Linked DNA regions of Triticum aestivum: region 1 is linked to region 2. Evidence: chromatin contacts called from public Hi-C data. All regions are on one chromosome and are shown on one strand. Each heading gives the region's core, a stretch centred on a gene start, on an enhancer-like site or on the middle of the called end of the contact. The rest is flanking DNA. Distances are from core to core; before and after follow the strand shown. Region 1 holds the start of LOC123045211 (dnaJ protein ERDJ2). Region 2 holds the start of LOC123045210.

Region 1 (2,700 bases), core at 89-2,588, 400 kb before region 2:
CTTGCCCTGGTGAAATTTCAGGGAAAAAATCCTTCACACTTCAAGTGCAGCATTATTTATGCACATAGTATCCAAAATTAACTAGCATAATTACGATTGAGACAAAGATGAACAATCGGGACTTCGCAAAAAATGCTTCTAGGAAATAAACCTGCCTATGCTTGGATACAAAAACAAACTAAGTCCTGAAATCTAAAAATACCGAACTTCGCAACAAGGTTTCTGCATATGTGATTGTTTGACAATGTTCAGGAGAGTGAAACATTAGTGAGGCTTCAGAAGAATAAAGGGGAACTAAATCAGCGCAAAGATATGCTACCCTTTCTAGTATATCCCAACAAACTTGCTGGGCATGCTGCTACTAAAAAGAAAACGGTGACTTTGCTGCATCAAGGAACTGACAAAACATGAACATTGTGGTGACTGCTCTGGTAGGATAAAGCTGAACGTCAACTGAGTTGTACTTTTGGTTATCAGTTTATTTCAGTATAGTCATCTACCAATCAAGACTATTCTAGGTGAAGGAGCAGAGAAAAGGTCACATGAGTAAGTATTAAATCCTTCCGTATCTACTAGTTCACAGCAGAGAAGAATTTGAGTTAACTGCTTGAACAAAAGAAAAATTGACAACATATACCAGGCAAAAGTTACCATACCTCGCGGCTGCTGAGTTTGATGTAGTAAATCAGGAAGATCACAACGATCCAGAGAAGCAAAATGGTAAGGTTGCTCCACGTCGAGAAGTTGGATATCTGCACGACAAGAATCAGAACACGATCATAGAGGAGTTAGCACGCACTAGAATTCTACTGCTAGCCTCACGCAGAACAAACAGCCGCAACCCGCCCACCTTCTTGTAGATCGACTTCCGGTACTTTCCGGAGCGGTGGCACCCGGAGCAGCGGCAGTGGATGGTCTTGGCCTTCTTCGTCGCCGCGTGGCACAGCCGCGTGATCGTGTACGGCACCAGGGGCAGCGCGATCATGGTCAGGATGAATATCAGGAAGAGCGAGCTGTTCTCCTCCGCCGCCGCCATGGCTGCTGCTGCTGCCTCCCTTACTCAACTCACGACTGCGACGGAAAGAAAAAACCACGGAGTCAGCGTGCGTTATTAGAGCGCGGCGTCGTGTGGCGGCCGGGGGCCGGCGGCGACGGCTCACCTTGGCCGGGGCGAGCGGGCCGTGCTCCGAAGATCTGGATATCGGAGAAGCGGATCTGGTCGCCAGGCGAGGAGGGGCGAGATCGGGGAGGAAGGCGGTCGAGATAGGTTTTGCGGGGCCAGATGCGGCGGGGCCTCGCAACAGGACACGGAGCGAGATGTCAGTGTGAGACAAAAAGGGTAAGTAACTGGTTTTGACTTGTGACCAGATACGGCCCGGAGCGCGGATGGTAAGCGAGGCCAGGCCTTCGAGCTGTGGGCCGGCCCACCACGGTGGTTTCTTGGCACCAGTTTTTATTTTATTTTTTGAGATCATGAGTAATTTCTCCTATATAAAAGGCGCTAGCCTACCCGCCATTCTGAGCGATCTTCGTCGGCCGTTCCTTCTGGGTCGCACGATCTACCGGCGTTCATACTTTTTACGGCGTTGTCAAAGGCTCAGTCATCCCTCCGGTTTACATCCGTATTTCACTTTTCTGTACATGACAATTGGGCCTCATTACCAATTGCCTCGAGGGAATGAGGTGAGTTTTGCCTCCTTTCGATGCGGATGGATTAGCGACCAAGAAGGCAATCATGATGAAAATATATCCCTCGTCATCCCCTCTCCTGTGAAAATATCTCCTCTCTCTCCCTCGTCTCTTTCCATCCCTCTCCTCTTCCCCGTGTCGCCGCCTCCACTTCCCCCTCCCTCTCGCCGTCTCTTCTCCTATGCCTCCACCACCTCCTCCACTGCCTAGCATGGCTTGATCACATGTTCTAGACGAGGAGGATGTGACAGCTTGGGAGGTGATAAGGAGGCGACATCTTGGGACGCGAGCAAGAGGAAGCAAATGGTTCTCCTTTCATGGTGGCGTCCGACCTATCGGATCTTACTCCTCGTCAACCCGGTGGAAAGGAGTAGATAATCCCCGTCCTCTTGGGCATCATATGCCAGAGGTTTATATTCACCTAAGCCGGTGGATGGGGACTAATGGCGGCTCTAGGAGATGAGGCGATGGTGGGTGAGCCTTTTTTCTTCCTTGGTTTCGCCTTCACGCTCTTCACTGTTGTGAACTCATTACATATTACGCTCATGTCCTTGTCGTGGTACATTTATCTTTATCCCCATATATTCGTTATGTCATTTGTTGTTCTCTTTCTTGCTGCTCGCGCGGCCTCTACTCTTTCTCTTGGATTGACCTGAGCAGCTGCTCGATCTCGATTTTGATCTGTCCATGCTCCATAGGTTAAAGAAAATTCTTGATTTTTTTTGTGAAGCTTGTCTACAGTGGGATGGAGGAGGGCGGGAGGCATTATCACCGATGATTGCCAAGTGCCAACAATGTCACCAAGGTGAGCGCCCCATCACATTGGCTCCTTATTGTCCCATGTTTGGAGATGGTCGGCCAGCCATGCAAAATTTGTTCGGTGTTTGACTTTTTCTCCCTCTGTTTATGATGTACCTCACCAGGAACACACCATTGGGTTACCTCAAAAGGGTACTCAGGGGTATGTGTGTCACGTCGATGCCAACCTCGGGTTCATGGAGCTTTGCTCCT
Region 2 (2,700 bases), core at 88-2,587:
AATCGATATCCAAATTTTTCAAAAGATTGGAACAACTCGAAGTGACGATTGATGAAGACGCTGGGAGCATGGAAGGGACGGTAAACAGCACACCGGTTGCACGCACGCACGCAGGCTGACGCTTTTTTTTTGAGCGTCAGTACAGACACAAACGCTCATATACACGCGCATACACTCATCTCTATGAATGCACACACGCACATCCTACTTCTATGAGCACCTCCGAGAGACTGAGCCAACATATCATTTTGAGATTTACGAAGCAACCGTAGGTGCCTCGTCGTCGACGGGAACGTCTCCTCCCACTGAAAGCGCATCGCCGGAAATCCTAAAATAAATCCAGGAATAATGCGAGCACCAGGATTTGAACTCTCGTGGGTTGGGATACCACTGTCCACCTAGGATGCGTTTGGTTAGAGGGACATAATAGAGTGGTTATAGGTATCCCCAGCCAGCCGGATAGGGATAACCATTTTTTCTGTTTGGTTGATGGGTGAGGATAGCCTGTGTTTTGTTTGGTTTGAAGGACAACTCGTGATTGCGGATAGTCATATAGTATGGTTCAATATTTGATAGAGAGTACAGAGTTGACTTCCTGTCATCTTTGCCCTTTGAGCTGCTGCAGTACAAGATCATACAATGGATCAGCACATTAGGCAGAAAATCAAGAGAAGGAAACACACAGAAGTACACCATGCACTGCATGCGCACAACACCACGCTCATGCATGCACGAGTGGCGCGACACAAACGGTGCGCATAGCACGCATGCACGGCTTGTGTCTGCGCCCACGCTCACATCCGCAGAGCTCCGGCAGCGGCGCGCGGCACTCATAGTCACATGCATGCATGAGCCTGCCGCCCGTCGACGTGACCTCTGCTAGTTGCAGCTCAAACGCGAGAGGTAAGAGATGAAGGAGAGAGGACACGGCAAGGAAGAAAATAAGGGAGGAGGGAGCCCTGCCGCCGTGCATTTACCTCCGGCGCCGCCGCTCTTCCTGTCGCCGCTGTCACCGCAGAGAAGAGAGATGGGAAGGGAAAAAAGATAGGGTTGACTTTTGCGGGAGGTGAGCCAGCGAGAGCGAGGCCGAAAACGTTTCACGGGCTGGCTTTCCATCTCGCGCGCACGCGGGATGAGCAGATCCATGAGATTTTCGCGGACACGCGGAGCCAGGTTTTAGAGGAATATTTCAAGCATCTGGCTAGTTGTATCCCGGCTTGCCCATAAACCAAACGGGTGACATCCATCTAAAAACTGGCTATCCCTGTCCCAGAGAGGGATAGCCCAGCAACCAAACGCATCCTAACCATCTCAACCACAGGCTGACGCTGACACATACTAGTAGCGACTGGCCCCAGTAGCCGCTAGAAGATTCTCACCCACGGGCACTGCCTTTTCCCAAAAGGCGGAAAGATGGGGCAGGAGGCGGATGCGGATGAGCAGCTGCAGCGGCGGCTCCGGCGGGTGTTCGCTGCCGAGGAGCGGTCGTTCCGCATGGATCGGCGCTCGCCGGCCGCCGCCGACCTCCGCTCCGCCGTCGCCGATGTGCTCCCCCGATTCCTCGGCAACTACTCCGACGAGACCCTCGCGGTACCGCCCCAAATATCCCCTTCCTTCTCTCGCACGCACGCGTGCCCTAGAACTTGCCAGTGCCCATACTTGGTGGGATGCGGTCGCGTCTCCATCCTGCGTGGTTCCGTGTGCTAATTGGTCTCGGGAATGTCACGATATGAGTGTGGATGGGCCTCCCCGTCTGGGGCTGTACCAAGGGGATTGGGGTGGCTCTGAACGGACTATATGCATGTGCTTGTTTGTTGAATGCTCTGCCTGGTCGAGTGATTGGCACCCAAGTGAAATTTAAGTTGGAGAGGTGATGGATTAGACTATCTATCTGGAACATTCGGCTTGTTTAACTTTTCCTAGGAACTCTATAGAAGTTAGGTATGGACTTCCCAGGATCTCAATTCAGAAATGTGAGCCTTCTAATTGGTCGTCCCAGCCTCAATCGCATCAGAAGTGGTGCCAAGATATATTTAAAGTAGTTTTCTGACATAATGGACCAGTGTGTTCTCTTAACCCTCATAAACAGTCCTTATCAATTCGATATACCTACCTCCTTTCCTCGCTGATAACCTTGATTCATATTTCACAGGTCATTAACCTTTTGTACTTCACATTTTTTTTTGTGTGCCTCTGTTCCATTGTTGTGCCCTACAATTTGCAAATTAAGCATTATAGTACACAAGTCTATAGATACTTCATAAAGCATAAGTTCATAATGCCACCAACACCTAACTTTGGCAAAGCCAGCGTGTTCGAGGCACAAATATATTGTTGTGGTCAGGTTTATATGATCTATGAGTCAAATATGACGGGACACTGATGATGAGTTTTGTTCAGTAGTAACTTTCACCAGTTATTTAAGTGATTAAGATGTTTCTGGGTGCTGCTTCATTGACATGGAAGACTGTAGAGACATTGTATAATACTCCCTCCGATCACAAATATAAGATGTTCTAACTTTTTTCTGAATCGGTTGCACATAGACATGTTTTAGTGTGTTTGTTCACTCATTTCAGTCCGTATGTAGTCCATATTGAAATATCCTAAACATCTTATATTTGTGAATGGAGGGAGTAATATTGAAGGCTGTAAAATGGATTGTATTGTTTTCACATCACCTTGAGATAAAGTGAACAC

The links. Hi-C and Micro-C count contacts between places; a contact is called where the count stands out from the background.
Region 1: a contact with region 2 is called in a Hi-C map of leaf, with 5 times the contacts expected there. The contact joins the promoter of LOC123045211 here to the promoter of LOC123045210 in region 2. A contact is called at or near these places in 2 of 5 Hi-C or Micro-C datasets (both in leaf).

What each region holds. Positions count from the first base shown.
Region 1 is chr2B:412,795,789-412,798,488 of IWGSC CS RefSeq v2.1, reverse strand. It overlaps LOC123045211 (dnaJ protein ERDJ2), which reads right to left and starts at 1,338. Exons shown (of 11, transcript XM_044468174.1): 1 at 1,161-1,338; 2 at 851-1,071; 3 at 657-752. The coding sequence starts at 1,036.
Region 2 is chr2B:412,393,900-412,396,599 of IWGSC CS RefSeq v2.1, reverse strand. LOC123045210 reads left to right here and starts at 1,337. Exons shown (of 11, transcript XM_044468171.1): 1 at 1,337-1,590. The coding sequence starts at 1,414.